Linked DNA regions of Macaca mulatta: region 2 is linked to region 1. A link is a contact called in public Hi-C data. All regions are on one chromosome and are shown on one strand. Each heading gives the region's core, a stretch centred on a gene start, on an enhancer-like site or on the middle of the called end of the contact. The rest is flanking DNA. Distances are from core to core; before and after follow the strand shown. Region 1 holds the start of PPP1R15A (protein phosphatase 1 regulatory subunit 15A). Region 2 holds the start of FTL (ferritin light chain).

Region 1 (5,053 bases), core at 1,299-3,798:
GAGCCGCCTCTGCAGTCGGAGGGGCAGTCTAGGAGGAGTCCAGGGAGGTGGTGGCTTCTCTCCAGGTACATAGATGGCCACTCGGAAGGGGCAGGGCTCAGCTTCTCCCCAGTCCTCAGCAGCTTCCTCTTCCTCTGTCTCCTTTCCAGGTCGGTATACCCAGCCCCTGAAGTGGGCACTCTGGGCCGGGTGGGAGGGATGTGGGTCTGACTCAGCTTCTCCCATGGCTGCTTCTGAATCATCTTCCTTACCCTCACTATCCGCATCCTCATCTTCCTCCTCCTCCGTGTCCTCTCCTGGCCGATACACCCAGGACTTCAAGAAAGCACTTGGAGGGGGTGTGGAAGTGGAAATTTCAGCTTCTCTTTCATCCTCAGCTGATCCTGTATCACTGTCCTCATCTTCCTCCTCCTCCGTGTCCTCTCCTGGCCGATACACCCAGGCCTTCAAGAAAGCACTTGCAGGGGGTGTGGAAGTGGAAATCTCAGCTTCTCTTTCATCCTCAGCTGATCCTGTATCACTGTCCTCATCTTCCTCCTCCTCCGTGTCCTCTCCTGGTCGATACACCCAGGACTTCAAGAAGACACCTGTAGCAGGAGTGGAAGAGGAAGCCTCAGCTTCTCCCTCTTCCTCATCTGATCCAGAGTCACTGTCCTCATCTTCCCCATCTTCCTCTTCCTCCGTGTCCTCTCCAGGCCAATACACCCAGGCCTTCAGGAAGGCACTTGAGGGGGGGATGCAGGGAGGACACTCAGCTTCTCCATCCTTCTCAGCTGCCCCCAAAATCTTGACCTCACCCTCCTCTTCATCACTGGGTTGGCACCACCAGGACTTGAGCTGGGGCCTTTGGGCTGGGGCTGAGGAGTGTGGCCCTGGGGCAGCTTCTCCTTTCCCAGCTTCTTCGTGTGCCTTTTCTTCCTTCTCCTCAGACGCCTCTCCTGAACGATACTCCCAGGCCCTGGGGTTGGAGCCTGAAGATGGGGGGGACACGGAGGTCTTCCTGGCTCCTTTACTTTTTTCTATTCTTCTTTCGTCCTCCGTGGCTTGATTCTCTTCCTCCCCTGGGCAAGACACCCAAGTGCTGGGCTTGGATCCTGGAGACAAGGCAGAAGTAGAGGTTCTGCGAGTTTCTTTCTTTACAGCTTCTTCATCGACCTCTTCCTCCACTGCTGGACAACACTCCCGGTGTGACAGAGGATAAGAGAACTTGTTAACTCCCTCCTCTTCAGCAACTCCCTCTTCCTCAGCTTTCTCCTCCCCTAGGTTCTTATCAGAACCTTGCAGCGTCCTTATCAGAAGGCTGGGAGACAGGGGAGCAGGCTGGCCATCTGCAAATTGACTTCCCTGCCCTCTAGGGACGCTGGTTGCTTCTCGCTCACTATATATGTCATCATAATCATCCAAAAGTCCCCAGGCTTCAGGAAGGGAACTGCTGGTTTTCAGGCCCAGTGTTTCTCTGTTCTCTCCAGGGCCTGCACGGTCTTCAGCCTCCTCATCAAGGCATCTGCCGCAAGGGATATGGGGGGTTGCCAGAGGAGTCCTGGCTTCTCCCTCCAGGCCAGCTTCTACCAGAGCTACTCCTTTTACTGCCTCCACAAGCCAGGGCTCTGGAGGTCCCAGGCCCCTCAGGCGGCTCCAGGCCCGGCTGAGGAGGCCCATCACTGGGGACAGGAGGAAGAAAGGGTGGGCATCCCTCCATGGGGTAGCCTGATGGGGTGCTTGGCCTGGGGCCATGTGTCTGGGCTGGAAAAGGGGGAGGAAAAAAATAAAGTTTAGGGGCCATTTAGGGGATGGCATCCGGGCATGACTATGAGTCATAGCAACAGAAATAGTAACACAACTATTGTCAACAGCAACGCAAGAGTCCCAAATTCCTTTCTGATCTCAGCCACGCCCATCTCTGCCTCTTGGCTCTGTTCTCTCTCATCTCTCAATAGCCAGGAGTCTGAGCCCCTAGTTCTTCCTTAGATCCAAGGGTCCAAGCCCCCAGCCCCCTCTTTCTTCAGACGCAGAAGTCCCAGTCCCAAGAACCAAGAACAAAAGTCTTTTGCTTGCTTCCCTTGGCGACAAAGTCATAGTCCCTCCCTAGCTCTCTCATCCTGCTGAAGATCAAACCCTCACACCCTCCTCCCTTGCAGACTCAAACATTCTGACCCGACCCCCCACTTGCTAGATGATTCCTTCACGGGGACCCAAGAATCTGGCTTCCAGATCCCTCCTCCCTCAGGCTCCGGACTCCAGGGTCCCAATCTCTTCTTCCTAAATCCAGGTCTCCAGCCCCGTGGGGACCCAGGCGTTCCGACCCCTTACTCACCGGTGGGGGGCTGCGCGTCACCCCGGGGGCAGGAGCGCCGGCTCGGTCTGCCAGAAGCGATCACAGGTCCTGACGATTAGGAAGGCCAGCGCGTTCATCTCACCCTCAGGCGTCGGGCTCCAGGGAACTCAGAGTATCTCCGGCTGCCTCAAGCGCAGTGGCGACAAGCGGGCGCGGGGTCCTGCGGCGTCTTGCATACGATCAACAACTTGGACAGGAACCAACACGATGAGCGCAAGCGTAGGCCACGACGCGTTTATATTCTACAGCGCCTGGCGTGCTGACGTCACGGGGAGAGGCGGGGTTTCGAGACCACAGCCCGAAGGGTGGGAAGTGAAAGACTGGACTTCTCGCGGAGATTCCAGCCTTTGTAACGTCTCGGCGGAGTTTCCGAGCGTGACCACGCCCCCCCAACCAGCAAACTGTCAATCAAATGCGTGGTCCTGCTTCAGCAGCGAGCCGGTTCTCTCTTAGCTGAGGGCCAATGCCTTCCCACCCAAATTTATTTATTTGTGTATTTATGTATTTATTTACTTATTTATTTATTTAGGTTCGTTAGTTATTTTGAGGCGAGTTTTGCTCTTGTTGCTCAGGCTGGAATGCAATGACGCTATCTCGGCTCACCGCAACTTCCGCCTCCGGGGTTCAATCTCCTGCCTCAGCATCCCGAGTAGCTGGGATTACAGGCAGGTGCCACCACGCACGGCTAATTTTGTATTTTTTGAGCAGAGATGTAGCTTCTCCATGTTGGTCAGGCTGGTCTGGAACTCCTGACCTCAGGGGATCTGCCCGCCTTGGCCTCCCAAAGTGCTGGGATTACAGGCGTGAGTCACCGCGTCCGACCTATTTATTTATTTATTTATTATTTATTTATGTATTTTTCTGAGACGGGATTTCACCATGTTTGCCAGGCTGGTCTCGAACTCCTTACCTCAGGTGTTCTGCCTGCCTCGGCCTCCCAAAGTGCTGGGATTACAGGCGTGAGTTACCGCCCCAGGCCTATGTATTTATTTATTTTATTATTATTATTATTTTGAGACGGAGTCTCGCTCTGTCACCCAGGCTGGAGTGCAGTGGCCCGATCTTGGCTCACTACAAGCTCTGCCTCCCGGGTTCATGGCATTCTCCTGCCTCAGCCTCCCGAGTAGCTGGGACTACAGGCCCCTGCTACCATGCCTGGCTAACTTTTTGTATTTTTAGTAGAAGCAGGTTTTCACCGTGTTAGCCAGGATGGTCTCAATCTCCTGACCTTGTGATCCGCCCGCCTCGGCCTCCCAAAGTGCTGGGATTACAGGCGTGAGCCACCTCGCCCGGCCTGTTATTTATTTATTTTTTTGAGACAGAGTCTCGCCCTGTCACTGAGGCTGGAATGCAATGGTGCGATCGGCTCACTGCAGCCTCCATCTCCTGGGTTCAAGCAATTCTCCCGCCTCAGCCTCTGAGTAGCTGGGATTACAGGCATGCACTACCACACCTGGCTAATTTTTTGTATACAGACAGGGTTTCGCCATGTTGCCCAGGCTGGTCTTGAACTCCTGAGCTCAGGCAATCTACCCACCTTGGCCTCCCAAAGTGTTGGGATTATAGGCGTGAGCCACTGCACCCGACCTATTTATTTATTTTTTGAGACAGAGTCTCACTTTGTTGCCCAGGCTGGAGTTCAGTGGCGCCATCTCGGCTCACTGCAGCCTCCACCTCCCGGGTTCCAGTGATTCTCCTGCCTCAGCCTCTGGAATAGCTGGGATTACAGGAGTGTGCCGCAATGCCCAGGTAATTTTTGTATTTTTAGTAGAGACAGTGTTTTGCCACGTTGACCAGGCTGGTCTTGAGCTCCTGACCTCAGGTGATCTGCCCGCCTTGGCTTCCCAAAGTGCTGGAATTACAAGCATGATCCACTGTACCTGGTCTCCTACCCCAATTTAGCCCAAAGGCCCAGCCTACAGCCCCCCATTTTCTTTCTTTCTTTCTTTCTTTCTTTCTTTCTTTCTTTCTTTCTTTCTTTCTTTCTTTCTTTCTTTCTCTTTCTTTCTTTCTTTTCTTTCTTTCTTTCTTTCTTTCTTTCTTTCCTTCCTTTCTTTCTTTTCTTTTTCTTTCTTTCTTTCTTTCTTTTTCTTTCTTTCTTTTTCTTTCTGTCTCTCTCTCTTTCTTTCCCCCCTCCTTCCCTCCTTCCTTCCTTCCTTTCTCTCTTTCTCTCTCTCTTTCTTTCTCTCTCTCTCTGTCTCTCTCTCTCTCTTTCTTTTTTTCGAGACGGTGTCTGGCTCTGTCACCCAGGCTGGAGTGCAATGGTGTGATCTTGGCTCATTGCAACCTCCACCTCCCAGGTTCAAGCAATTCTCCTGCCTCAGCCTCCCGAGTAGTTGGGAGTACAAGAGCTCGCCACCATGCACAGCTAGAGTCTCCTATTTTCACAAGCAGTTGGTTTCCTCCCTGAGTGTGAGGGTGTCATTGTTCCCATTTCACAAATGGGGAAACAGGCTTGAAAATGAAACCACTTGACTAAGATAGTCACAGCAGAGTCCAGATTCCTTGCAAATGAGAATGAAGATGTAAGCACTATGAGATCAGGCACTTTGCTAGGCTCAGTGCTTTTAAAAAAATAATAATTAATTTAGGCCAGGTGCGGTGGCTCACGCCTGTAATCCCAGCACTTTGGGAAGCTGAGGCGGGCAGATCACGAGGTCGAGATTGAGATCATCCTGGCCAGCATGGTGAAACCCTGTCTCTACTAAAAATAGAAAA
Region 2 (5,242 bases), core at 1,229-3,728, 93 kb before region 1:
TGCAACCTCCGTGAGGCAGATATGGTTTTTGGGTTTTTTTTGAGACCAGAGTTTCGCTCTTGTTGCCCAGGCTGGAGCGCAATGACGTTGATCTCAGCTCACCGCAACCTCCGCCTCCCAGGTTCCAGCGATTATCCTGCCTCAACCTCCTGACTAGCTGGGATTACAGGCATGCACCACCACACCCAGCTAATTTTGTATTTTTAGTAGAGGCGGGGTTTCTCCATGTTGGTCAGGCTGGTCTCGAACTCCTGACATCAGCTGATCGGCCCACCTGGCCTCATAATCACTCATTAAATAGTGCTGTTTCTGGCTGAAACCGAACAGATCTGTGTCCAGGTACCAACCTAGGTCTTAATTCAACTCCCTGGAGGCTATCTCTACCATCTGGGAGGGACAGTTAACAGCCAGGCAAGCAGAGAACCCTCAAGTTCAACACTACCCAGATAGCTTCTTGTCTTAGAAGAGATAAGAAAATGGGAGATGGGGCCAACTCCTCTTTCACTGGCATCCCCAACCCAGCCAGAAGCTTTATGAGAACAGATCCCACCTCATCTTCCATACCACACACAAAACCACCAACTGCATCAAAAAGCTTTATTTCCATTTGGTCCAAGGCTTGTTAGGGTCGTTAAGAAAGCTGCCTAGTGGCTGGAGGGAGAGGCTTAGGCAGAAGCCCTATTATTTTGCAAGGGGCCCTTCAGAAGTCGCTGGGCTCAGAAAGCTCTTAGTCGTGCTTGAGAGTGAGCCTTTCGAAGAGATACTCGCCCAGCCCAGCCTCCGGGCCGGCCAGCCTGTTGAGGTTGGTCAGGTGGTCACCCATCTTTTTGATGAGCTTCACTTCCTCATCTAGGAAGTGAGTCTCCAGGAAGTCACAGAGCTGAGAGAGAAGAGGGAGAAATTAGAAACCCGATCCCTGCCGGGCGCGGTGGCTCAAGCCTGTAATCCCAGCACTTTGGGAGGCCGAGACGGGCGGATCACGAGGTCAGGAGATCGAGACCATCCTGGCTAACATGGTGAAACCCCGTCTCTACTTAAAAAAAAAAAATACAAAAAACTAGCTGGGCGAGGTGGCGGGTGCCTGTAGTCCCAGCTACTTGGGAGGCTGAGGCAGGAGAATGGCGTGAACCTGGGAGGCGGAGCTTGCAGTGAGTCGAGATCCGGCCACTGCACTCCAGCCTGGGCGACAGAGTGAGACTCCGTCTCAAAAAAAAAAAAAGGAAACCCGATCCCTGGAAAAGAGGGAGAAAGAGCTGCCAGTTGCAGATTAAAATATGACAGGTGTTAAATGAGGCTCTGAAGGGAATTTGCCCAAAGAGAGCAAAGGCTTGAGGGGTATGGTTGGGTAGCCATGGATGCAGGGGGTACGTACATGGGGATCCGTGTGGGCAGAACCCAGGGCATGAAGATCCAAAAGGGCCTGATTCAGTTTTTTCTCCAGGGCCATGGCGGCTTTCATGGCATCCGGGGTTTTACCCCACTCATCTTCAGCTGGCTTCTATACAGAAGGGAGAAACGGCTTCAGAATACACACACTCGGCACATGGAACTAAACCTACATTTCCCAAGAATTGGTGGGGGTCAGAGGCCCAGGCCACAAAGACATGTGACAGCTTGTATTTATCACTCTCCGCACCCCGTCCTAGCTCTTACAGCTACACGTCCTTAAGTCTACGCAGCAGTGTGGACTGCCGCGTCCTGGGGGCACTGCACGACGTGCGCCTCTATTTCCAGCCGTAAAAGGGCTCACAAGACCGAACTCAATCTCCCCGAAGCCCACGCGACATCTAAGCCCTCAAATCAAGGCTCCTCGCGCGCACGGCCTGCTGGGAGATGTAGTCCGTTACCCTACCCACACACTAGTTACCTTGACGTCCTGAAAAAGAGCGCGGCCGCCACGCTGGTTTTGCATCTTCAGGAGACGCTCGTAGCCCTCGCGCTTCTCCTCGGCCAATTCGCGGAAGAAGTGGCTCACGCCTTCCAGAGCCACATCATCGCGGTCGAAATAGAAGCCCTAAGGAAAGAGATGGAGGGAACAACGCTTAGCGGGAGGCGAGGCCAAGGGGGACTCCGCCCTCTGTTTACTCGACCGGACAAAGAAGGCCGGCGCCTGCGCTGAGGGCCGAACGTGCGCAGCTGGGGGAAATTAGGGCCAGGGGCGTCCTGGGGACTCACCAGAGAGAGGTAGGTGTAGGAGGCCTGCAGGTACATATTGACCAGGCTGTTGACGGCTGCCTCCACGTCGGTGGAATAATTCTGACGAATCTGGGAGCTCATGGTTGGTCGGCAAGACGGAGCTAACCACAAAAACGGTGCTGGCAGGTCCCAGAAGCAGGAGATGGCCGAGAAGATGGTCCCGGAGGTTGCAAGTGGAGAGGAAATCGGAGGGCGCTCGGAGGCTGGAAGAAAGAGTCCCCGGATCTGTTCCGTCCAAACACTGTTGAAGCAAGAGACAGACCCGCGGGACCGCCGAACTGCGAGGGGACGTGGCTAGGGCGGCTTCTTTTATAGTGCGCTGGCCCTCGGAGGCGGGGCGCTCGGAGCGGGCTATCGGCCAATCTGCGGTGGCAGGAGGCGGGGCCGAAGGCCGTGCCTGACCAATCCGGAGCACACAGGAGTCTCAGCCCCCGCCCCAAAGCAGGGGGAAGTCACGCGCCTGCAGCGCGAGTGTGTTGTGAAATGGGGGCTTGCGGGGGTTGGGGCCCTGGGGCCGATTCGAGGAATGGAGGGTTTCGTGGGCGGGGGGGTGGGGGCTGGGGTTCCTCTGGGAGGCTATAGTTTTATGGGAGCATTGAGAGTCCTGTGAACTGATGACCCTGGGGTCCTGGGGGTGCCTCGGGAAAGTAAGTCAGATTGTGGGGTTTCGGAGGGCATGGATTTTTCTGGAACCTTGAGTGGGGGAGGGGCAACTCAGAGGTGCGGGGAGGACCTGTAGTTGCCTGAGGTTTGTGCTGCGAGATAAGGAGTCTCCGGATCCTTGGGAAGCTTGGAAGGCAGTGAGGTGGTATTTCTGGACCCCTGGGGATCTCTGGGAGACAGAGGGGTGCGAGGACTGGAGTCCTGGGCTTTACAGAGGTGGGAGTTCACGATGCAAACTCTATATTTTGGAGCCCTCCCCGGGGAGATCTTTAGGTCCTTGAGGTGCTCTGCAAGTTGGAAAGGGCAGTTGTTCTGGAGCCGTGGGGTTCCCCAGTGCGGGAAGCCCAGGAGGAGCATTGTATGAGGTAGGGTGACTTCTGGAACCCTGGACAGCCCTCGGAAACCCTCCAAAGACTGGCTGGGACTTTGGGGATACCTTGGAGCTCTTTTAAGGGCCCAGTCGTTTTCTGGGAGTGGAAATGGGGAGGAATGAAATGTCTGTTTCGAGCTTTGCGGTGTCTCTGGGACTGCGTGTCCTGGGGGCTGTTTTGGAGGCAACTCACAGACTCCGAGAATTCTCCTTGGCCCTGAAAACAGTGTCTCCGCAGTTGCCGTCGTGTCTTGCCTGACGTGTGCTCTTTCAGGCCCACAAAGAGAAGCCCTGCGTTGTGGACACACAGTCTGGGGACCTATGGACGAGACGTCTGTCTACAACTAATGCGTATTTTTTTTTTTTTTTTTTTTGAGACAGAGTCTGGCTCTGTTGCCCAGGCTGGAGTGCAGTGGCCGGATCTCAGCTCACTGCAAGCCCCGCCTTCCAGGTTCACGCCATTCTCCTGTCTCAGCCTCCCGAGTAGCTGGGACTACAGGCGCCCGCCACCTCGCCCGGCTAATTTTTTTTTGTATTTTAGTAGAGACGGGGTTTCACCGTGTTTGCCAGGATGGTCTCGATCTCCTGACCTCGTGATCCGCCCGTCTCGGCCTCCCAAAGTGCTGGGATTACAGGCTTGAGCCACCGCGCCCGGCCTCTCTAATGCGTATTTTTTAAGCGGACCTGGTCCATGTTGATTTCTGGGAGACGGAGTCGGCGCAAACCTTGACCCTGCTTAAGTGCCCCGATGGAGGTAGCCCGTGCGCTGGGCAGGGAGCTGAAGCCACTGGGGCGTGGGGTGTGAGGTCAGGCCCTGCCCTACAGAGGAGCCGCTCCGAGCAGCCCAGGCAGGGCAGCCCCTGACCGAGGGGATCTGCAGATGCCTCGCCAGGCCGGTATCTGGGGTCCTTGTTGCAGGCAGCGACTGCTGAGTCATGCTGAGCTCAGCGCGGGAAGAGGCCCCCCGCGGGGACGGATGTGGGTGGGGCCACTCACTGACCTCATCCCCTTGGCACTCCCCGACTTTTTTGGTGGGACCCTCAGAACTAGACCTGGCTCAGACCCAAATCGGGCCCCTTCCCCCCAGGTCCCCCCTTGTTGGAAGCCGGCTGTGTGCTTTGTCTCCGTGTCGTTTTGGTTCCCATGTTTTTTTCTTTTTTTCCTGGGATCCTGCCCGTGGCCATATTGTCCCCTCACTCTGGGTGGTGGCTCAGTGTACACTCATTGATCCTATTTCCTCTCTCCCCTGACTTGGGGTCTTTGGGAAGAGTCCATGGAGGAGGGACAGCCGCCCAAAGCACCCGGTTGACTGTGGGACCTGAGTTACTCATTTACCAAATGTCATACCTCAGCCCAGAGACCTTTAGTCCCGAGAGGGGCCTTGGGGCCCATAGGTGGAGGTAGAGGAGGGGCTGAGAGAGACAGGATCTGAAGACCATAGAGAACGTGGGGTGGGGACACAGAGGCCCAGAGAAAAAGCGACTCAGACAAAACCCTGAGAGAGAGGGGGACAGAGAGAGAGGGGGACAGAAACCTAGAGAGAGGGGGACAGAGAGCCAGAGAGAGAGGGGGACAGAGAGCCAGAGAGAGAGGGGGACAGAGAGCCAGAGAGGGGGACAGAGACCCAGAAAGAGGGAGACAGAGACCCTGAGAGAGAGGGGGACAGAAACCCAGAGAGAGGAGGACAGGGGTGGGAGGGGAACAGAGGCAGGGAGGTACAGAGACCCGGGGGTTGGGGGGACAGAGGCCCAGAGGGACCCCGGGGGGAGTAGAAATCCAGAGCAGGGGTACAGATCCAGAGAGAAGGGGGGGCAGACAGAGATCCAGAGAGAGGTGGGGCCAGAGACCCAGAGAGAGGGGAAACAGGGACTCAGAGAGAAGGGGACAGGGACTAGGTGGAAAAACAGAGACCCAGAGAGAGGGTGGGACAGGGATGAGGGGGGACAGAGACAGGGCGGGGGAGAAGAGACCCAGAGAGAGGGGAGGTACAGAGACCCAAGAGAGGGGGACAGA

What was found. Hi-C and Micro-C count contacts between places; a contact is called where the count stands out from the background.
Region 2: a contact with region 1 is called in a Hi-C map of blood, with 4 times the contacts expected there. The contact joins the promoter of FTL here to the promoter of PPP1R15A in region 1. A contact is called at or near these places in 4 of 14 Hi-C or Micro-C datasets (CD4 T cells, blood, fibroblasts and 1 more).

The regions. Positions count from the first base shown.
Region 1 is chr19:61,327,736-61,332,788 of T2T-MMU8v2.0, reverse strand. PPP1R15A (protein phosphatase 1 regulatory subunit 15A) reads right to left here and starts at 2,548. Exons shown (of 4, transcript XM_077980596.1): 1 at 2,315-2,548; 2 at 445-1,743; 3 at 1-315. The coding sequence starts at 1,734.
Region 2 is chr19:61,420,029-61,425,270 of T2T-MMU8v2.0, reverse strand. FTL (ferritin light chain) reads right to left here and starts at 2,478. Exons shown (of 4, transcript NM_001261207.1): 1 at 2,176-2,478; 2 at 1,868-2,014; 3 at 1,373-1,498; 4 at 702-880. The coding sequence starts at 2,277. The coding sequence ends at 728.